Regions from separate parts of the Mus musculus genome. Here all the other regions are linked to region 1. Evidence: chromatin contacts called from public HiChIP or PLAC-seq and promoter capture Hi-C data. All regions are on one chromosome and are shown on one strand. The core of a region is the stretch at or near the end of the contact, and the rest is flanking DNA. Distances in the headings are between cores, read along the strand shown.

Region 1 (3,634 bases), core at 83-2,582:
CAAAAATGTGTTTCTACACATTTCTGTCAACAACCTCTCTCTCAACCAAACCTTCAGACAATGACCTGTTTAAAGGCATTTGTCTCAAAACTTGGATAACATTGTAGGTCCCTACTAGAATGGCTGAAGGGACATGACACATCGCCACCAAAGGAAAAGCTTGGGCTCTGGAATAAACTTGTTCCTCATTTGTGACATTTAGCAAGCATAAAGTTCCAACTATTGTCAGTTGTACTAGAATATTCACTTTTCGTCCTCCAAAAGCCCAGGTATTAACGGCTTGCTTTTGTTTTCCAAAATGTGCTAGCATCTTAAGGAGAGAGGAAGGGAGGAAGGGAGGCGTCCAATGAATTTGCACCAACAAGAACGCAGTAAAATTCGGTGATGGGTACCGGAAATCGCGCCGAATTAGAGGAGTTAGGGAAGGCGCTCTGGAAGGAGGCGGGAACGCAGAGGATGCGAGGTGGAGCCGCAGCAGACAGCCACCCTTGTAGGACAGGGGTTCGAGCCCGCGCGCAGGCAGTTGTCAAGCGTGCACTGGACGCCAAGAGTCCGGATCTTACCTCGCAGCCCTCGCACCAGCCTCTCTGCCCAGGCCACTCGGGGTGGCTGGCCCTCCAGCGGGAGGTGGCGATGCAGCGGGTCCCCGCCGCCCGCGGGGCTGGGACACTGCGCGCCCTGGTCCTCTAGCCGGCGCCGCCTCCCGCTCAGGTGAGCCGCGCCGCGGTAGCTCCCGAGCCCTCGGCCGCGGGCGCCCACCGAGCTCACGGCCGAGGAGGAGGCCGACCTCCGACTGCCCGGGCGCCACTCCACATCCATCTCTACCACCATCCCTCCTTCTTCTCCTTCCACCTCGTCGTCGTCGTCATCCTCCTCTGCCTCAAAGCCCGGGTTGTCGCGGCTCCACGCTTGCCTGGAGCAGGACGAAAGCGGAGGAGACGGCGAGGCCGAGGCTCCGGCCGGGGGATCCCGAGCGGCCGCCTGCCGGATGCGCTCCATCTCGATCTCCAGGCCCCGCTGCTCCCCGAGGCCGCCGGGGACAGCTAGGCCGGCGCCTCCCGCCACCAGGCGCCCGGGTCCGGACGCTCGCGGCGCGGGCGAGCGTCCCGCGTCCCCGGGCGGCTGCGGCTGCACGCGTCTGGAGTTAACCATGGCGCTCACTGGCGCCCAGCGCGCCCGGGAGTGCCGCCGCCCTCTGCCGCAGGAGCCATGTTCTTTTCTTCCCGGAGTCGGCCTGCTGCTCCCCGCCTCCGCCCGCCCCCTCGGCCCGCCTCCCGGGCCCTGGCCTCGCCTGGACTGGACTTAGGCGCGTCGAAAAGGCCCCAGCGGCCAGGGATCCAAGTAGAGCCAGGGTCCCCATCGGTGCCCACATTCCTACGGGGTAGCTTGCTTGGTCAGCCAGCTCGTCGGGAAAGGGGCTCCTGGGTGTGTCCATGCCTGCATGACCTTAAGATAGTGCTTAGACTCTGTCCATACTCCCCCTGGGTTTGCAAAGGTGCAAGGAGGAGGGTAAAGATGGAGATCTTTTGTTGGGATAGAAAGAACTAGTGAAATCCAGCTTGAACTGAATTCTCAGGGAAGGCAAAGAAATCCACCCTTCGTTTAAAAACCAGAAAGAAATCACCAAGGCGGCAAGGCTTGCATTTGGTGACCCTCAGCTCCTTGATTCTGTGTTTACTGGATGATTTCCTGTCTCCACTCTCCAGACATCTAGAGGCATCCAAGGGTTGGATTTTGGAACTTTCTGATGCCTCCACCATTACCTCATTTCCGCTCCTGGCCAGCCCTTGAGTAACAGAATCCTGCCTCAGGCGTTAGGTCTAGATCTCCATCCTCGCTACGCCCCAGCTGGCACAGCCAACTTAAGACAGCAGTTGGGTCAGGCAAAGCCTACTCCAAATTCGATTTTCCATGGTTTTCCCATCTCTTTTAAAAGTTAAATTCCTGGCCAAGATCTGTGCATCTCTGCCCTCACTTCTGACGCTTCTCATAGGATGTCCTCATCCACCTCCTCGTCAAGTCCCGCGGGGGTCTTCTTGTCATTTCTGTCCTCAAGGGGTTCTCTAATGCTTTTTACTCTAACTGCAAACATTGTCATTCCACAGCAGAGCAAATGATTTCTGTCACTTCCATATCTCTTCTGCCATTCTAATACTAAACTGGTCTCTCTCTGTTTAGCCTTGGGGATAGGACTGGATTGGGAGCCTATGGGTGGTATCCCTCCCCCATTTCCCTCCTACCCACCCACCCATATTCTCCATGTCTCCACTGTTTGCAATAAGGGGTCAGCCATGTTGGTACATTAAAGAATCTATGGAATTCTAGCTTAAGTGGTAATATTTTATTTCTGCAGTTTAGCAAATGTGCATGGTCCGATCCTATATTAGTTTGCCAGGCTTGTTATAATAACTTACCACACACTGTGTTCAATAATGCAAATACATTTTCTCAAAAAAAAAAAAAAAGTTGGTTGACCTTTTCCGAGGCCTGTCTTGGCTTGCATATGGCACGTTTTGCCTGTGTCTCCCCATTGTCCTCCCTTAAATGTTTCATCCTCCTCTTCCTCCTCATCTTCGTGGTCATCGTCATCATCACCATCATTGTCATCGTAGTGGTTATAGACAACCTTAATAGTATGATTTAAATTTAGTTACTTTTAGAAAGACCTCTGACCACATACAGTCATATGCTGAGATGCCAGGGCTTGGGAATTCAACATATGAATCTGAGGGGTACATGACTCATTTAGGCTTTGTGGGCACTACAATGCTTTTCTAGAATGATCTCCCTATCATTCATCTATCACTCTCCTTATCATTATTCATTAATCTCTTATACGTTTCCTGTGTGTAAAATTAATAATTGAGCAAGTTAAGCAGAGTAATAAGGACCCTGGCCTCAAGAAAAGACCCAGACCTCAAGAAAAGAAAGAGGCTGAAGTCTCCCACTAGAAAGGGTGAGATGTCTGTCTAGTAAGAGGTGTCTAGAGAAGCAGTATTCTGAGCTGAGCCACCTGTGCTGCACTAACAGAAAAATTGCTTAGCAGGCATATTCCAGAGGAGGGGCGTATGAAGAGGGAGCACGGACTCAGGGTCAGAAAATAGGTTTTATGCATTGACTCGTCGGGTCCTCGACATCACTCTTACTGACTCAGAAATTCTAGGAATTTTGCTCTGGAATTCTGAGTCTCCTTGTAGGCTTCTGGGCACCCAAAGTTTGAGAAGCAACAGTTATGTTTCAGATAAAAGAGTTTTCATAAAATGCATCTTGTAGCCTGGGTTTTATAATTGCAGTGATGACATCATCCAGAATTCCAGACCTAGAAGAATTGTCAGTGGTGCTCCAGGCTGTGTATACATAATTCATTATCAGGACCATAGAAGCAGACAACTGCATGACCTAGGGCAAGTTACTTCATTTGTGCCTGTGGAAACGAAAATGATGAACGCTTGCTCTTACACGCGTTCGTGACCGGCCAGGAAAGACGCAGCAAACTGGAATCTTCTGTGGCAAAACTTTATTGCTTACATCTTCAGGAGCAAGAGCGCAAGAGACCAAGAGAGCAAGCGCGAAACCCCGTCCCTATTAAGGAGAATTATCCTTCACCTAGGACGTGTCACTCCCTGATTGGCTG
Region 2 (3,671 bases), core at 424-2,923, 530 kb after region 1:
TCTTGTATCTTGGGTATTCTAAGTTTCTGGGCTAATATCCACTTATCAGTGAGTGCATATCGTGTGAGTTCTTTTGTGATTGGGTTACCTCACTCAGGATGATGCCCTCCAAGTCCAACCATTTGCCTAGGAATTTCATAAATTCATTCTTTGTAATAGCTGAGTAGTACTCCATTGTGTAAATGTACCACATTTTTTGTCGTGATGCATTCTCTTGAGTGATGACTGATGTGGGAGAGTCCAGCCCAGTGTAGGTGGGGCCACACCTTGGATGCTGGTCCTGAATGCTATAAGAAAGCAGGCTGAGAAAGTTGCGAGGAGCAAGGCAGTAAGTGGCACTGCTCCCTGGCCTCTGCATCAGCTCCTGACTCCAGCTCCTGCTGTAAGTTCCTGCCCCAGCTTCCCTGGATGATGGTCTATAAGCTGTAGGATGAAACAAACCTGTTTTCTCCCAACTTGTTCTCTGGTCATGAGTGCTTTATCGCAGCAATGGGCACCCTACTAACCCATGCATCGTCATGAACAATGCTGGAGGAATCATAATACTTATTTTAAATTATACCACAAAGCCATAACAACAAGACCAGCATGGCACTGGTCCAAAAACAGACCCAGTGAGCTGTGGATGGTGACAGAGGGCCCCTGGAAATGACTGATATCACTACAGCATACTTTGGAGAAAACGGCGCTAGGAAAATTTAGTGTATATTAAATCAATCAATTAATTAATTAGCATGTAGAAAAACGGAAAACAGATTCTTATCTCCTCGCCTACACAAAATAAGTTCAAAATGGATCAAAGACCTTAATGTAACAACTGATCTTGAAACTGGGGGAGAAAACACTTCAAGGTACAGACATAGGTATCCAAGAAGTTCCTGAATAGATGTCTAATAGTTCAAGACAGAAACAACAATTATCAAAGCAAAGAGAGCCTCACGCAGTGGGGAAAACTTAACTATTCATTTGATTGGAGCTAGTATCCAGAGTATATAAACAATAAAAGAATAAAAAATACAAATAATCCAATCAATAGGTTGGCAAATGAATTGATCAAAAAGTTATTAAAAGAAGTATAAACAGTCATAAACATGGGGGAAAGTTCAACATCCTTAGCTGCTATGCCCACTCCAGTGAAGTCTGCTTGACAGGCGGAGAGGCCTGGAAGCACTCACGAGGCAAAGAGTTTTAAGGAAACTCAACCTCCTGAAACCTTGGCATTCTCATAACCTGTATACTCAAACCCTATCCCCGCATTAGTATAGTGTATGCTCTCTTTCAGTATTGTTTTATTATAAGTGACTTTAAAGATTGAATTTTAATATAGGTGAGCCTCCACCAGTGTTCCAGCATCCTAGAAAATCCTTGAAGCTGAGGAGCTTGGAATTCAGTAGGAATTCAGTGAGAAGTTTACCTATTCAGTAACATTCAAATTTACTTCTAGTAGAGACAGTGAAACTAATTAGGCATTACAAAGAACAGAGCTAGAATAGCTCCAGGATAGTCTGCAGAGTGATTACTTAGGACAGTAGCCAGTCTCACCCAAACAAGGGAATACACAATGGCCTAGCTAATAGGTGGGTTTACCATAAAAGAGTTAGGGAATCCTCCTGAGACAGGTTTCTTCACTAGGCCCAAAGGAACAGCATGATCAGGCATTTACTAAGAACCCCTGGTGGTGGGCTTAACAATAGACTAGCATTACAACTGGCTCCCTTCTTAGTGGTAAATGAGGCCTGGTCCCTGCCATTTTTTGATGTATACATTCCTTTTGTTTTCTGGAGGCCTGGTCCCTGCCATTTTTTGATGTATACATTCCTTTTGTTTTCTGTCACTGTAACTTAGCGGATGTGTTCTCCTGGTTTCTTGTTATTCTTCTGTATAAAAAGTTTGATGCTCGATTTGACAAACTACACTCAGATTCAACATGCTCTCTCATGTCATCTTTGTTTGTCATTCGCTGACTCCTTCACCCACCTGCAACCAGAGACCCATTCCTCGCAGATAAGAGACCCAAAGGGGGGTTAGTTTGCAGCACTTAGCTATCAGGGAAATGCAAATCAAAAGTAGATTCCATCTCACTTCACTTAGAACACTGTCATCAAGAAAATAAATAACCTGGCATGGTGGTGGACACATTCAATGCCAGCACTGGTGGGGCATGGGGGGAGGCAGGTGAATGTCTGTGAGCTGGAGGCCAGCCTGGTCTACACAGTGAGTTCCAGGGCAGCCAAGATTACATTGAGAAGCTATGTTTCAAAATAAGATAAATAACAAGTGTGGTCCAGTTTTTCTTAATGCCGTGAGTGAATAAGTCTCCCTGCCCTTTCCAGGGGCCTGTCAGAGTGCACTAGGGGTGACTCGGGGTCCTCTGAGAGTGCGCTGGGGTCGACCCAGGGGCCTCCAGGCTATTTATAATGACCATGGCCTTTACTTTCTCTCCAGAGGCATCCAGAAAAGAAAATGCAAGTTTTTTATTTTTACGAGTTTTGGGGAGGGGTGGGGAGGGAGGAAGGGAGAGAGGGAGGGAGGGAGGGAGGAGAGGAGGGAGGGAGAGAGAGAGACTCAGCAACTCAATAGTACAAAGCTAGCTGCTATCAACAGTACTCAAGGGTGTTTTTCTGTAATAAAGACTGCTGACATTATTACAACCTCTCAGTAACTTCTACCATGTCTCCTCAGCCTTCTGCTGTGGTGGTAGAGGGGACCTTCACCCTGCTCTCTAGAAGAAACTAATACAATGCAGGGTTTCTTGAGTTGTTATTGGACGTCTTTCCAGTACAGGGCTTGGCAAAAAAAAAAAAAAAAAGAGTTAAGAATTAAGATTTACACATTTACCTGAAGATTTGCCATCAGTACACATGTTGGCTATTCACGGGGAAAACAGAAATTAAACCATGAAGAACTTTTGCATACCAAGAAGAATTTGCATACCAGTATTGTTTCCGATGGCTATAATGGGTGTGAGGACCCCAGAGACTTCAATTCAAGATTGCTGTTCACTGCTGAGATGCCTTTTCTGCCTCTATTACATAGCTTAATGATTTCCTGGGTATTAGCCCTATTGTGGATAGCCCTGGGGCTAATTATATTTGATGTTAATTCCGTTCTCCTGTGAGTGGCTTCGAACAAGAAATGAGTCAGCACTCAAGTGATTTCCTGTAAACCTGCTTACCACCTTAATTTGTAAAATAAAGGAGAGCTGATGATTGGGCAGAAAAAAGGGAAGGTGAACGGAAGGTGGGGGGAGAAGAAGGAGAAAATGGAAGAGGGAGAGGAAGAAGAAGAAAAGCAGAGCAGAAGCACATGGCCTGGAGAAACCACAAGTTCTAAGGGGTCTCACAGATGGAGAAGATGGTAGTGTAGCGGTAGATCTGCCCAATCTAGGCACACAGCATGTATTCATATTACCTGAGTTGTTTTCATTGCCTGGGCTACTTGGGATAGAGAGTTTTACTGCAACACTCTATTGGGCATTTTTCCTGCAGAATCAATCTGAAGATGAACTTTCATGTAGTAATGCTTAGATGAATTGATGGTTTCATAATTCCTGATAAAGATTTTATAGAACTCCTAAACTGATACAACTATTCTCAAGTCCCCTATAGAATAAAAGCTGCAAATAGAGCCCTGTAAACCTCCATGTGTTGTGGGCTAATTGCAGTAGGAAA
Region 3 (3,757 bases), core at 223-2,722, 520 kb before region 1:
CAGGAAATGTGGGACAACATAGACAAAATGAGCCTTTCGATTACAGGCCCAGGTAAGGGAGAAGAAGCCCAAGTCAGAGGAATAGAACAGACTAACAGGATCATAGGCAAAAGCTTCCCTAAGACTAAGAGAAGGCACAAGAAGCACACAGAACACCAAATAGACAAGACCAGAAAAGACATGTTCCAGCATGTGTACACACCTACATCACACACGTACACCACACAGATCCTTAGTACCTCACCGTCACAACCGGCAAACTTCCATTTAGTAGTTATTCCCAGAAAGCGAGAGGATTCACTTAATGATACTGTCTTCCTACCAAACCAGAAAATGTAGGCTTGTAATTGAGTCTCAAAGCTCTCAGCCATGGCTGGAGAGATGGCTCCATGGTATAGAGCACTTGCTGTTCTTTCCTGAGGATCTGGGACATGGGCGGTCACAGCCATTCGTAACTCTAGTTCCCGGGGATCTAGAGATCTCTCTGGCCTCCGCAGGCACCGGGTGTGGAAGTCATACACAGACTTACAAGAGAGATTTTAGTCAGGTTTGAGGTACAACCATCTCCTTCATTTCAGGACAGGTGGCCACATCTAGAAGCTAAAACTGTAGAACCGGGCGGGGTAGGGTGGGGCTGGGAGTCGGGCGCCGACTTAATGTCCCTTCTTAATCCATGCTTGAATGTTAAAAACGTCTTGAGTACTGAAATTTTACTTGGATGACTTCAACATTGGCTTAAGGTTCGTCCAATGCTATACACGCACACGCACACGCACACACACACACAGAGCAGTCTGACCCAAGTAAACAGTCCATACTTAATCACTGTGCCCTCTTCTTGCTCTTTTTCAGATAGAGTTCGATGTTTAGGCCTGGCACACAAACTCCCAACCTCCTGTCCCAGCCTCTCGATTATAGGGATTACAATCGTAAACACTGAATTATTTCTTAATTGGTCTCTTCAGTTATAAAAAGAAGCTATAAATCAAATTATATTAAAAGCATGGGCACTTAACAAAACATATCCTTTGTCGTCCTGACCCATTGTTTGTCCTGTTCTGTGATAAGCATATATTCATCTCCTGTTTATTTTATCCCATTTGTTAAACAAAACAAAACAAAATTCAAAAACAAAAAACAAAAAAAATTCAAAACACACCACAGAAACTGTTACTTTCGCTTTGTCTTTTCCTGGATGCTGGCTTCTCAGAGTCCAATGTGAGCCTGAATTAGGGCAAAAAGTTTGCCCAGGTTTCCGGATCTGGCTGAACCCCTAGGTGAGCCCTCACCCCAAGACGCCACTCCAACCACGCCCCACAGAGACTCCCCCCTTCCCGCCCCTGCACCAGGACTCGCCCCTGCCCCTTTCCCCATGGCTTGGCCCCGCACCTGTCCCAAAGGGGGCCCCAGCCCCAGGGCTCCCCTGATTGCATCTTCCCCATGTCGCGCCCCACCCTCCCTTCCGCCCCACTGCCTGCTACTTCCTCTGCTCTCTTCGGGTTCCCTGCTCCTGACCACGACCACAGAGGCTCCAAGAGCTCTGCAGAGCAGAAGCCAGAGCCTCTTGCACCTTCCAAAGACCCGAGCTGCAAATCTTCCTGTGCAAGTAGCAACCTGAGCCCCTGCATTATCTCACAGTGGTGAGTGTGGGTGAGCAGGATGCAGAAGAGTGCAAGAGAGGGCTGGGAAACCCACTGCAGCTTCATTTGCAACTGTGAAATGCAAAGCAACTTGGTTCATAGAGGGTCTCTGTTTGGGTGGGTTAGCAGTGTACAACTTTTGATTGCCAAATGTATGAAGGCAAACACAGTTGGTGTTGGGCAGGTAAAAGTTTTACTGGTAGCAGAGATACCAGAAGTGCATGAGATATTTGTTAACACCGTTACTTTAAGGGAGCTGGGCAGTTTATAATTTTTTCTTTATCCCATGATATGAAATTTGTCAGGCAATCTCTAATTCGATATACAGATATTTACCAACTTCTTGCGACTCTTCCTCAGATAGTTCAGAAAAGGTTTCAACAGACAGAAAAGTTAAAGACCAGAATTATTAGACTGCAAACCTTTTAGTGGATTGTGTATCTATAATCTGTTTTATTTTCTTCCCTAATACTAGAAGTGTGGTCACTCCTTAGGGTGTTAACATGTGCCTCGCCAACTTAGTGTGTTCTCTTGCATCAATGTGCACTAAGACACAAACACATGCAGAACGTATTTTTGCATGTACCGTGGTTGAGCATCCGTGTAGCATTTGAGAAGAGAAGAAATATCATAAGCAGAAATAAAATGCAAACTAGAATGGAGGGCTTCCAGAAGCCATGGACATGGAGAGATCAGAAGGGGCCCAGTGCACTGAGGGACCCTCCAAGGTGAAAGTTGCATTTTTAGATGATTGATTTGTTTTTGTTTTGTTTTGTTTGTTTGTTACATGTATGCAGGTGCTCTGCTTGCATGTCTGGAGCCCACAGAGGCCTGTGAGGGCCCTGAAGCCTCTGGATCTGGCGTTGTAGGTGTTGTAAGTCCCTCCCTGCATTATGCAGGCGCTCAGAATAGGAAGAGTATGTGCTCTTAATTGCCGAGCCATATCTCTGGCCCCTTAAGTTGCTTTCCTGTGACCATAACAAGAAGGGGTTGCTCAGCCCCACAGCTCAAGAACAATAAGGGAAGCGCATTGCTTTTCAGAGAGGCTTTTGCCAGTTTGCCTTTGAGGGAACGTTCTTGCATGTGTTAATTTGGGATGTAGAAGAGACTCAAAGGAAGACTATGCTACGAACCATCCCATGATGCCAGCAGCAGCACTCATGCCAGGGTAAACTGTGGCTGTCATTTTCCTTACCCTGTGTGGTACAGACAGGTCTTACCTAAAGACAAACTGAGATGTCCTATGCAGTTAGGCAAGTCTCATGTTCTGGAAGTATTTGGTAAATACTTACCTTGTAGTCGCATTGCATATACTTTGGGGCACCATGTGACATTCAGTACATGAAAGCTATGATCAGTTCAGCACAATTTTCCTGTCATCACAGACAGTTTGTTGACTATTTTTTATTTAAATTTAGTTGTAGTTAAAAACTGTTTGAAGTAGGAAGGCTTAGAATGAGCTGCTTAATTAGAATTACTTAATTACTCCATTGTGTAAATATACCACATTTTCTGTATCCATTCTTCTGTCCCTTCAGCTTTTTCAATCCATCCCTTAACTCTTTCATAGAGGTCCCTGACCTTAGTCCAAGGGTTGGCTGTAAGTATCTGCATCTGTCTCAGTCAGCTCTGCTGGTAGAGCCTCTCAGAGGACAGCCATGCAGAGGGGTAGGGGCATGAGGTGAACAACTCTGGGAGGGGAGACCAGGAGGAGGTAACATTTGGGTATAAATGAACAAAATAATTAATTAAAAAATTATGATGACCTCATCTTGCATGACCTGCAGGATATGACTGAGAGACCAAAGAAGAACTTTTTTATTAGAGTAGAATCCTGAACTACAGACTGAAGACAGGAAACTTGTGTCCCCTGCCAGCAAGCACAGCACGGCATCAGTAACAGTGTCAGGGATTGATGCCCAACCATGCATGGGATAGGTCCCGAGCTGGGCCAGTCACTTGACTGCCTTTCCTACAGTCTCTGCTCCATTTTTGTCCCTGCAGTTTAGCTCAGACCACACTCATTGAGACCTGGGAGTCTCTCACCGCCCAGGTGTCTGGGCAATTTTTTTTCTTTTTTCCTCTCCAAGAGCAATAATTCATCACCTTGTTATTGA
Region 4 (3,742 bases), core at 89-2,588, 650 kb before region 1:
ATACAGAAATAGGTATTTGATAATATTCATGATGAATAGAGAGAGAGTTCACTGAAGTAGAATTAAGGTACCAGTTTACCTCCATGCTGCTGACCTGCTCCTTTGTCCCTTTATCACTCTGAGTTCTGCACCTAATGTCTAGGAGAATAAATTAAGGACCCTGAAGCTAGGTGCCTGGATATGGCCCAGTCTCCAAGGGGTACTCCCTTGTTTAATCCTTCCTGTGAAAACACAATGGATCACACTCTGCAGCTCTCCCCACTGCTTTGTGTTTCATCCTTTACAAATGGTGTTCAATCTCCCATCAGGGACAAAGTTCAGATCCCAAACTGGCTGCCTTCCTAAGAGCTCAGAAAATAAAGCTTCATTTTTAAGCTTCCACCTCTGAAGTGAGTTTTCTTAGCTGCTACCCTGAACACAACTCCTACTTACTATTCTTTAATTACTTCTTTAAAAACAGTTTTCAGAACAACTGTTGTGTTTTCTGAAAAAGAAAAAGAAGCCAGGGATATGTGTGGTGGAGGTGGGGTATGGTGAAGTGGAAGGTGGTATGGGGGGTGGGGGCATGCTGAGGCATCCTGTCCTCCTGAGGTACCAGCCACACAATTGTATAGTATAGAATAGAGTTTATTTTGGACATGGACAGGGGATTTGAAAGGGTAGTAGAGACAGAGAAAGAGGAACAGAGAGAGGGAGACAGGAAGCAGGGAGAGGACTTGAGAAAGAAGAGGGTAAGAAAGGAAGAGAGGAAGATCTCAGGGAGAGAGATTGAAAGAGAGAGAGAGAGAGAGAGAGGGAGAGAGAGAGGGCAGAGTGGACAAGCAGCCCTTTTTATAGTGAGTCATGCCCAGCTCGCTGTTGTCAGGAAACTGTGGGACAGAGTCCAGAAAGAAATGGCAACAGTTATGGTTCCTGTTTTAGAAAACACGTTTAAAACATTAAAGCTCTTCACTCAAAAAGCACCTGGAATTTCCCCTGAGAGAAGCACACGTGCAATCCTCCCAGATTGTGTCATTTCCACTGATAGGGGTCTGGGTTTACTGTGCTTTATCTGTGCCTAGAAGGCTGAGGAAACTGGAGATGGGTTCCAAAGAAAGAGAATGTAAACTCTTTCCACAGTGGAGGCCTGCTGTCCCTTGGCTGCAACACAGTTTCTCACTGACTTTTCTGACACTAAGCATCCTCTGACCTCCCCTTCCAGTCTTGGCCAAGTTAACAATGCCTTGGCTTACTTTACTTTCAGTTTTGTTTCTGCTGCATCCTGTGTGTGTGTGTGTGTGTGTGTGTGTGTGTGTGTGTGTGTGTGTGTGTGTGGTCAGCGCACATAAAAGAGGAACAAAGAGAGCAGGAGGGAGGAGAGCAGAAGTGAGCCTGAGGAGGCAGCAGCAGCTGAGAACTGCACTTGGACCTGTGCTGTGGGACCAGGTATATTTACTTTTCCTTTCTTTAAGGAGCAACTTAGTCTGGACCTCAGCTTGATTTCCAAGTCAAAGGGGCAACTGAGGGAGGGGGAAGGGAGGCAGATTATGAGCTCTCTGGTCTGCAGGGGGCTGTGGCTGGCTTTAGGTCTAAGAGGTCAGTTTCTTTCCTCTGACAAAGGACAGATACAAAGTTGTAGCCTGACACAGCTGGCTGCCCTGCTCTGTTGGAGAAGCTGTGGGAAGAGCCCTGGTCCTGCCTCAGCTGGGACCACAGCTACAGCTCCTGCCCTGGTTCACAGGCAGCTGTAGTCAGAGGGAAGTCTTTCTGTGGAGGAACCCTGTGAGGAAAATTCAGCACAAGAGCTTGGCAAACCTCTATCTCGAAATAACTTAGTTCCTACCTCACTGACTTTGAATTAAGTGTAAGAAAATAGTCCAGTTCTCTCTTGATGTTTATGTTGTATGAGATGTAGAGATCACGTAGTGCTATGTGCATTTTGTTTGGGCTGCTAGTCTTATTTCACATGGAACTAAGCTGCAGAGAGCCTGGTTTCTGGAATTAAGTGATGTCACCTGTATCTAACGTCTTAGGATTTTGCACATTCTCTTTTCTTGGCATAATGTCTTCATGCTCATGTGGGACTAAAGACAGGGCAGGGGAGGTAGGTTACTGTGTTGTCTGGTCTGCAGGGTCCATGGATAGCCTTAAGTATATGAAGGTCTATAAAGTAGTGTGCAGTAGAATTTTATTCCTTTTTTTTTTTTTTTTTTTTTGCTGAATAACATTCTATTGTGCATGCTATCAGACTGTGTTAATGTATGCATCTGTTGGTGATCTGTTGGTGGGAGACTGGGCTGTGTCCACATTGTGGGTATTGTAAATACAGATGCTATGATCAATACAGCTCAAAGGTCCATCCAAGTCCTTGTTTTCTAGTTTGTTTATGTTGTAATCAAAGAAGAGCTTTTAGGTCAAACATAACTATATATTATCTCAGAAGTCAGGACTGTTTCCTGTGAGGTAATATTCTGTGTTCTAGGCTGCAGAGTACAGACACCTGAGTTGTTTAAATTCCAGGTGACATGTATTTGTTTTTGCCTTGTGTGGTAGCTGTCCTTGTGTGTATGAAGTGATGCTTTGTGATTTGATTGGCACTTCCTCACTGTTTTTCAAAGCCACGTTATAATGAACACTGGGTCTGAAGAATTATTGAGCAACAAAACCAAGTAGCTCTTAAAATAACTTCATTTATGCTAAACCTGCAAACATCAGCAAACCTAAGCAAACAATTTCAAATAAATATATATGTTAACCCAAAGCAAGCCTCAGCCTCACTGAGCTATAAGAAGCCAAATCACACATCATCAAGTGACTCTAGAATCTTTTTTTCTTCTTAAATTGGGTATTTTTTACATTTCCATTTCCAATGCTATCCCAAAAGTCCCCCACACACTCCCCCACCCACCCACATCCACTTCTTGGCCTTGTCGTTCCCCTGTACTGAGGCATATAAAGTTTGCACGACTAATGGGCCTCTCTTTCCACTGATGGCTGACTAGGCCATTTTCTGATGCATATGCAACTAGAGACAGGAGCTCCAGGGGGGTACTGGTTAGTTCATATTGTTGTTCCACCTATAGAATTGCAGAACCCTTTAGCTTCTTGGCTACTTTCTCTAGCTCCTCCATTGGGGGCCCTGTGGTCCACCCAATAGCTTACTGCGAGCATCCACTTCTGTGTTTGCTAGGCCCCGACATAGTCTCACAAGAGACAGCTATATGAGGGTCCTTTCAGCAAAATCTTGCTAGTGTATGCAATGGTGTCAGCGTTTGGAAGCTGATTATGGGATGGATCCCCAGATATGGCAGTCTCTAGAAGGTCCATCCTTTCGTCACAGCTCCAAACTTTGTCTTTGTAACTCCTTCCATGGGTGTTTTGTTCCCAATTCTAAGAAGGGGCAAAGTGTCTACACTTTGGTCTTTGTTCTTCTTGAGTTTCATGTGTTTAGCAAATTGTATCTTATATCTTGGGTATCCTAAGTTTCTGGGCTAATATCCACTTATCAGTGAGTACATATTGTGTGAGTTCCTTTGTGATTGGATTACCTCACTCAGGATGATGCCCCCCAGGTCCATCCATTTGCCTAGGAATTTCATAAATTCATTCTTTTTAATAGCTGAGTAGTACTCCATTGTGTAAATGTACCACATTTTCTGTATCCATTCCTATGTTGAGGGGCATCTGGGTTCTTTCCAGCTTCTGGCTATTATAAATAAGGCTGCTATAAACATAGTGGATCATGTGTCCTCCTTACCGGTTG
Region 5 (3,657 bases), core at 618-3,117, 800 kb after region 1:
GAGATGGCTCATCAGGTAAGAGCACTGACTGCTCTTCCAAAGGTCCTGAGTTCAAATCCCAGCAACCACATGGTGGCTCACAATCATCCATAATGAGATCTGACTTCCTCTTCAGGAGTGTCTGAAGGCAGTTACAGTCTACTTATATATAATGAATAAATAAATTAATCTTTTTTTAAAAAAGAATTTCTTTTAAAAAATAAAATAAAAAGTTTTTTTTTCTATAAAGAGTACTCTTCTCACAATAAGACATGGTATATGCAATATAATCTGCTGTATAAACTTTACTCCAACAGTTAATGGATTAAACCAATGAACATTATATTTGTTGTTGAGACAGGGTCTCATGTCGTTTAGTCTACTATTGGCTCTGTGGCTAAGAATAGGCTCAACATTCTGATCCTCCTGCCTCTACCTCCCAAATGCTGGGCATGCACACATATGCCACCACAAGAGCCACTTTGGTGCTGAGTATTGTAACCAGATGGCCCCTGGGTTCAGTTGAACTAGATTCTAAATCTGTTTTATTTTCTAACAACCAGAAATCCTGGAGCTGTTGAGTTGATGGTTCTAGCTTTGGGTCTCTATGGAGTTTCAGTCAAGACTGTGTATGTATGTGCACTCCATGCATGCCTGGTGCCTTCGGAGTTCAGAAGAGGGTGCTGCACACCCAGGAGTCTGAGTTGTTGATGGCTGTGAGCCACCACACGGGTGCTTGGAACCAAACTAAGGCTGGTGGGCACATTGCAGTCTCCATCTATGCTAACTGAAATCAAATCGGGCTGAACTCTCCTACACTGGTCACATAATCCATGGTGGGGGGCTTCACCCCTGTGGCACAGACATTCCCCATTTGGACTACAGACACAATGAATCGGGCTTCTATACATTCTAGTTTCTTGTAGGCACAGAAGTACCTTCTACAGATAAGCCAGCTCCGCAGTTGCTGGCGGACATCCCATCATGCAGCTCGTCCCGTAACTTCCCACAACTTTTATTTTTTCTTTTTCTTTTGGAAAATGGAGGAAGCCCGGACATGTTTTCCGGGACATTCTAGGCTCAGTGATAGATCACTATCCTGCTCTGCGTGTGTGTGTGTGTGTGTGTGTGTGTGTGTGTGTGTGTGTGTGTGTGTGTGTGTGTGCGTGTGTGTGTTCATTCTTTGCGCTAGGAGAATTTGCTAGGCAGGGCGGATGGTACTTTCCTGTAGCTCCAGCCTAGCACTTGGGAAGCTGAAATAGATTTGCTGCAAGTCTGAAGCAAGCCTGGGCTACATAGTGGTTCTAGGCCAGTCTGGACTGTTTCAACAAAAACAGAAAAGAACAGCGACAGGTAGAGGGATCAGAGTATTTAACCTTAAAAGCTCGCCCTGAATTCACTATAAATGGAGGAGTTTCATTCCTTCCCTCTCAACAGAACCCTCTGTTTCATAGCGTTGATACTAAACTCACAATGATATAACCCTTACCTCGGGCTAGAAGCTCTCAGGCCTAGTCTTTAGTTCTCATAACCCGTGAAACATACACATATGATAGCCTCTTTGCTTTATGACGTCATTTAGGCTCGACGGAGGGACACAGGGAATGTCCTGGTGTTAGCAAGGGACAACTCTAGCAAAACCCTCCCGCATAGTGCCACGGTTTGCTTGGGACCCTAAGAGGTGCCTACATGAACAGGAACACGGAGCTGTCGCTGGATCCTCGAGAGTGGGCGTGGGACAATGACTGTCACCCACTGGGGCGAAGTGACTCCCATTAGGCAGGCTGGATCTGCGCCCCGCGCGCACACAAAGCCCTTTATTGAGGCACCGGGTGACGCAGGGTAGGCGCCGGGTGAGCGCCTGATGAGCCCCGCACCTGAGCAATCAGGCGCACCAGCAAGCAGGAGCACGAGCAAGCAAGCCGGCGCAAGTCGGCGGCTGGGCCGCTGCGAGTGCGCGGCCATGTGCACCTAGCGCGAGCTGCCCTGGGTCGGGGGCGCGGCCAGGGTGCGGCTGACCTGTGGGGTACAGGGGTTCCGGGAGCAGCACGGGCTGGAAGGGCGAGGCCGGCACTCGCTACCGCGCCCTAGCCGGTTCTGTCTGGAACTGAGAGCAGGAAAGGGCCGTGCCCTTAGGTAGCCAGCGCACCCCTGGGGTTCCATGCCGGTGAGGCTGGGTCGTTGTCCCCACCACAACCACTAGGGCGCGCAGCTACGAGACCAGGCGACGGGACTCAGGAGTACTCAATGACCGCCTACCGTGCCTGGGTGCGGGGGTGGGGGGGGTGGGGGGTGGGGGGGGGTGGGGTGGGGGTTACCAACTGCAGTCTTGCTCCGGATGACCCTCGCCTGGCTTTCCCTCACCTTAGACTCTTACTGAACTGATTGAGCGACTTCCTGGAAATGAACAGAACTAGCTCGTATGTTCATGGTTCAGGTCCAGTGAATGTTTATGATTCTTGACAGCCCTAAATGCTTTCTCCTAGCCTTTGATTATTTGGCCATAAAACTATTCAAATGAGAGCTGTTAATTAGGCCTGTCGCTGTTCTTTCAGGCAAAGTGCAAACAGCGGTGCAGATGTTACATCAGGCTCCTATGTAAGGAAACCACTGTGATCATTTGTCATGGCGTATGGCTTGCCAAGAAGGAACACAGTACAAACCATTTTGAAGGGCAGCTGTTATAAAGTGTAAGTACACACATACACACACATACACACACACACACACATTACCATGGCTGGAGCTTGCAACAGGGGCTGGGCACTTCTGTTCGCATTGTTACTGGAGTATATGGAAGCACTTGAATGGATCTAGATTTTGTCTTAAAAAGACTAGTTGAAAATTATTTTTATTTTGTTTGTACCTGCCTCTGTATTCACACTGCATTTGAGCAGGTGCCCATGAAGACCAAAAGACTGTGTCGGATCCGCTGGTATTGAAGTTACAGGTGTTACAGCGTCTCTCTGTAGATGCTGGCAACCAAACCTAGGTCCTATTTGCAAAAGCTGTTTGTGCTCTTAATGGGTGATCCATCTTTCCAGCTTCCTGAATGGTACTTTTGTAAGAATATATGAACAGGGGTTAGAGACGAAGCTCATGGATTAAGAGCTCTTGCAAAGGACCTGAGATTGGTTTCCTGCAACCTCCCACAAGGTGGCTCACAACCGTCCCTAACTCCGGTTTTATTAGATCTGTCGCCCCCTTCTGGACCAAATGGGCACAAAGCATGCGTGAAATAGACATATATGCAAGCAAAACACCTACATAAAATAATCTGAAAAGTTAAAATGTGCACTCAGGGGAGGGAAGGATTTAGTCAGCTTCATTTCCAGGATGCTTTTAGATTACACGTCATCACTGAAGGAAAGCAGGGCAGAAGCTTGAAGCAGAAACCACGGAGAAACGCTGCTAGCTGGCAAGCTCACAGGCTTACGCTCAGCTAGCCTTATCCCAGATCACCTTCCAGGTAGTGGCACAGCCTGCAGCGGGCTGGGCCCCATTCCCCACAGATGATATGGCCAGAGGCCTTGTGATCTGAGAAATCCCTCAGTTGAGTATCCCTTCTTAGGCCACTCCTGGCTGTGTCAAGTGGACAGTTAAAGCCAATAGACAATTCTAGCAAGACTTCACACCGAAGCAAGCCTTTGAAATGAGAAAAGAGAGGTTTCTAAGTTG
Region 6 (3,847 bases), core at 750-3,249, 680 kb before region 1:
CACTAGAGAGTGCAAGCTGCCTGTGCATCTATGACACCTTGTGGACTCATAAAAATTTCCCTCAACAGAGGAATGGATACAGAAAATGTGGTACATTACACAATGGAGTACTACTCAACAATTAAAAACAATGAATTCATGAAATTCTTGGGCAAATGGATGGATCTAGAGGATATCTGGAGACCTAAGGAGATGCCTTATTCAGTGAACTGTTTGTTATGCAAGCATGGGGAAGTCAATTTGGATCTTCAGTGAAAAGCTGGGCATGGCAGTGTGTGCCTGTCATCCCAAGGCTGGGGTGGGGTCAGAGACAGCAAGGCCCTGAGGCTCACTTGTCAGCTAGAATAGCAAAGCAGTAAGAGGCACTTTTTCAAGACCTCAGCAAATACGTGCATTTGCACACCTGTGCTCACTCACACACACACACACCTCTCTCTCTCTTTTTCTCTTTCTCGATATAATATAGAAGAGAAACACAGGCAAAGGATCATAGAGATTTATCCTGATGTTTTGTAGATTCACTTGAGTGCTGAAGTGAACAAAAGGCTTAAGCAAGTGTTAGAGGCAGCCCTGCTCCTGCTGCTCCCCTCAATCCTGTCTCAGAAGTGCCACTCAACTGACAAGAGCTCCAGACCAGAGACTCCCCTGGCCTTAGTGGCATCCAAGAACCTGCTGACATGAACTTCTTCCCAGTCCTGGTGTGGACTCTTGTGTGAGTTCTACCTGGGCCTGCAAATAGGTGGCCATGCAGAGCTAACAGATGAATAGGGGGAGAGTTCACTGAAGTAGAATTAAGGTACCAGTTTACCTCCATGCTGCTGTCCTGCTCCTTTGTCCCTTTATCACTCTGAGTTCTGCACCAAATGTCTAGGAGAGTAAATTAAGGACCCTGAAGCTAGGTGCCTGGATATGGCCCAGTCTCCAATGGGTACTTCCTTCTTTAATCCTTCCTGTGAAAACACAATAGATCACTCTGCAGCCCCACCCAACACCCTCGCTTTGTGTTTCATCCTTTACAAATAGTATTCAATCTCCCATCAGAGACAAAGTTCAGATCCCAAACTGGCTGCCTTCCTAAGGGCTCAGAAAATAAAGCTTTCATTTTTAAGCTTCCATCTCAGAAGTGAGTTTTCTTAGCTTCTACCCTGAACACAACTCCTACTTACTATTCTTTAATTACTTCTTTGAAAACAGTTTTTAGATGGACTGTTGTGTTTTCTGAAAAAGAAAAAAGAAGCCAGGGATATGTGTGGTGGAGGCGGGGTATGGTGAGGTGGAAGGTGGTGTCTCTGAGGGCTCCTGCTGAGGCATCCTTTCCTCCTGAAGTACCAGCCACACAATTGTATAGTATAGAATAGAGTTTATTTAAGACATGGAGAGTGGAATTTGAGAGGGTAGTAGAGACAAAGAAAGGGGAACAGAGAGAGGGAGGAGGAAGCAGGGAGAGGACTGGAGAAGGAAAGAGGGTAAGAAAGGAAGAGAGGACTATCTGAGCAAGAGAGATAGAGATAGATAGATAGAGAGAGAGAGAGAGAGAGAGAGAGAGAGAGAGAGAGGGAGGGAGGGAGGGAGAGGGGACAGTGATGGTTCCTGTTTTAGAAAACACAGGTTTAAAACATTAAAGCTCTTCACTCAAAAAGCACCTGGAATTTCCCCTGAGAGAAGCACACGTGCAATCCTCCCAGATTGTGTCATTTACACTGATGGGGGCCTGGGTTTACTGTGCTTTATCTGTGCCTAGAAGGCTGGAGGAAACTGGAGATGGGTTCCAAAGAAAGAGAATGTAAATACTTTCCACAGTGGAAGCCTGCTGTCCCTTGGCTGCAACAGAGTATCTCACTGACTTTTCTGACACTAAGCATCCTCTGACCTCCCCTTCCAGTCTTGGCCAAGTTAACAATGCCTTGGTTTACTTTACTTTCAGTTTTGTTTTTGCTGCATCCTGTGTGAGTGTGTGTGTGTGTGTGTGTGTATGTGTGTGTGTGTGTGTGTGGTCAGCGCACATAAAAGAGGAGCAAAGAGAGCAGGAAGTGAGGAGAGCAGAAGTGAGCCTGAGGAGGCAGCAGCAGCTGAGAACTGCACTTGGACCTGTGCTGTGGGACCAGGTATATTTAATATTTACTTTTCCTTTCTTTAAGGAGCAACTTAGTCTGGACCTCAGCTTGATTTCCAAGTCAAAGGGGCAACTGAGGGAGGGGGAAGGGAGGCAGGTTCTGTGCTCTCTGGTCTGCAGGGGGCTGTGGCTGGCTTTAGGTCTAGGAGGTGAGTTTCTTTCCTCTGACAAAGGACAGATACAAAGTTGTAGCCTGACACAGCTGGCTGCCCTGCTCTGTTAGACACACTATGGGAAGAGCTCTGGTCCTTCCTCAGCTGGGACCACAGCAACAGCTCCTGCCCTGGTTCACAGGCAACTGTTGTCAAAGGAACATGTAGGAACCTTGTGCGGAAAATTCAGCACTTGACCTTGGCAAATATTTTTTGGAAATAAACTTAGTTTGTACCTCATCATCTTTTTAAGTTTAGTAAGTAGTCAAGCTCTGTCTTGGTGTTTAGGGTTTGTGTGTGTGTGTGTGTGTGTGTGTGTGTCTGTGTGTCTGTGTGTGTGTGTGTGTGTGTGTGTGATGTAGAGATCACATGGGCTCTCTGCATTTTGTTTGGGCTGCTCTTCTTATCTCATTAAAGGGATTAAGCTGCAGAGAGACAGTGTTGTGGAATCTGTGACTTCTGGGGATTGACACATTCTCTGTCCTTGGCATAATGTCCTCAGGCTCATCTGGGACTGGAGTGCAGAGGAGGGGAGGCAAGTTATGTGTTGTCTGACCTGCAGAGGTCTGTGGCTGGCTTTAAGTCTATGAAGGTCTACAAGGTAGTGTACAGTAGTTAATTTTATTCTCTTCTCTGGCTGAATAATATACAATTTGGTGTGCCATCACATTGTGGTGGGAAACTGGGCTTAATCCACATTGTGGGTATTGTGAACACAGCTACCATGATCATTAAAGATCAAAGGTCCATCCAAGTCCTTTTTGCTAGTTTGTGCTGAAATCAAAGAAGAGCTGTTAGATCAAATGTAACTTTCCATTGTCTTAGAAACCAGGATTGTTTCTCATGAGGAAATATTCTGTGTTCTTAGCTGCAGAGTACAGACACCGGAGTTGTTTAAATTCTGGGTTACATGGATTTGTTTTCCCATTGTGTGGTAGCTGTCCTGATGAGTATGAAGTGATGCCTTGTGGTTTGATTTGGACTTCCTCAATGTTTGTCACAGGGACTGAAGAATTATTGAGGAACAATACCATGTAGCTCTTAAAATAACCTAGTTTGTGCTTAAACTGCAAAGATCAGCAAAACTAAGCAGGTAATTTCAAATAATATATATGTTAGCCCAAAGCAAGCCTTAGCCTCAGTAAGCTCTAAGAAGCCAAATCACACATGATCATGTGACTATAGACTCTTACACCTGGTCCCTCAGCATGGCAAAACAGAAATCATATAATGAAAAGTTTCTTCATTTTGCAACCAATGTTTCCCTAATACATTCTGTAATGGGAACAGAGACACTTCAGCATTCACTCTGGTACTTCACAGTTTGTACATTCTATCTTTTTCAGATAATTTTTTTAATTTAAATTTTTTTGTACAAAGTGATTAGCAATAATGAATATGATCTTGTGTGCTCATGGATGTTTGTAAGCCTTCTCTGCAGAAATAAGCACCCAGTGATTTTCTCTGTTTAGAAATGAGTTATCTGTGATGAGTTGTATTGCTATTTTGTTGAAGATAGTAACCCTTTATCAAACATGTGATTTACAAGTAGTCTTCACCCACTTTTGGGTTGCCTTTTTAC

Evidence for each region. Promoter capture Hi-C pulls out the DNA fragments that hold promoters and counts their contacts. HiChIP or PLAC-seq counts read pairs in DNA pulled down with a chosen protein or histone mark. Capture Hi-C pulls out chosen DNA fragments and counts their contacts.
Region 2: a promoter capture Hi-C map of stem cell-derived epiblast-like cells shows a contact between it and region 1, with 3 times the contacts expected there. The contact joins the enhancer-like site here to the promoter of Pkd2 in region 1. A contact is called at or near these places in 2 of 39 promoter capture datasets (the 3T3-L1 cell line and stem cell-derived epiblast-like cells), 1 of 484 Hi-C or Micro-C datasets (the HPC-5 cell line), 1 of 115 datasets of contacts at active chromatin or transcription factors (stem cell-derived neural progenitor cells) and 1 of 9 other capture datasets (embryonic stem cells).
Region 3: a contact with region 1 is called in a promoter capture Hi-C map of stem cell-derived epiblast-like cells, with 5 times the contacts expected there. The contact joins the promoter of Abcg3 here to the promoter of Pkd2 in region 1. A contact is called at or near these places in 12 of 39 promoter capture datasets (the 3T3-L1 cell line, the C10 cell line, the HPC-7 cell line and 7 more) and 1 of 115 datasets of contacts at active chromatin or transcription factors (large pre-B cells).
Region 4: a promoter capture Hi-C map of adipose tissue shows a contact between it and region 1, with 2.8 times the contacts expected there. The contact joins the promoter of Gbp9 here to the promoter of Pkd2 in region 1. A contact is called at or near these places in 2 of 39 promoter capture datasets (pre-B cells and stem cell-derived epiblast-like cells) and 1 of 9 other capture datasets (adipose tissue).
Region 5: an HNF4G HiChIP or PLAC-seq map of pancreatic cancer cells shows a contact between it and region 1. The contact joins the promoter of 1700016H13Rik here to the promoter of Pkd2 in region 1.
Region 6: a contact with region 1 is called in a promoter capture Hi-C map of liver, with 3 times the contacts expected there. The contact joins the promoter of Gbp4 here to the promoter of Pkd2 in region 1. A contact is called at or near these places in 2 of 9 other capture datasets (adipose tissue and liver).

Annotation. Positions count from the first base shown.
Region 1 is chr5:104,457,155-104,460,788 of GRCm38.p6, reverse strand. It overlaps Pkd2 (polycystin 2, transient receptor potential cation channel), which reads right to left and starts at 1,332. Exons shown (of 15, transcript NM_008861.3): 1 at 564-1,332. The coding sequence starts at 1,152.
Region 2 is chr5:103,929,998-103,933,668 of GRCm38.p6, reverse strand. No RefSeq gene overlaps it. Among named protein-coding and RNA genes, the nearest start is that of Klhl8, 21 kb to the right of the region's middle. Within about 2 kb of position 1,673, at least 5 of the 459 cell types and tissues checked have an H3K27ac peak or open chromatin away from gene starts, as enhancers often do. A contact at or near this core is called in embryonic stem cells and stem cell-derived epiblast-like cells, where this site is marked.
Region 3 is chr5:104,980,432-104,984,188 of GRCm38.p6, reverse strand. It overlaps Abcg3 (ATP binding cassette subfamily G member 3), which reads left to right and starts at 1,472. Exons shown (of 16, transcript NM_030239.2): 1 at 1,472-1,640.
Region 4 is chr5:105,107,888-105,111,629 of GRCm38.p6, reverse strand. It overlaps Gbp9 (guanylate-binding protein 9), which reads left to right and starts at 1,338. Exons shown (of 11, transcript NM_172777.4): 1 at 1,338-1,425.
Region 5 is chr5:103,653,934-103,657,590 of GRCm38.p6, reverse strand. It overlaps 1700016H13Rik (RIKEN cDNA 1700016H13 gene), which reads left to right and starts at 1,867. Exons shown (of 4, transcript NM_028824.1): 1 at 1,867-2,146; 2 at 2,535-2,669. The coding sequence starts at 2,605. Gm42138 (a long non-coding RNA gene) reads right to left here and starts at 1,894. Exons shown (of 3, transcript XR_880498.2): 1 at 1,469-1,894.
Region 6 is chr5:105,137,738-105,141,584 of GRCm38.p6, reverse strand. Gbp4 (guanylate binding protein 4) reads left to right here and starts at 1,999. Exons shown (of 12, transcript NM_001359079.1): 1 at 1,999-2,105; 2 at 2,768-2,866. The coding sequence starts at 2,852.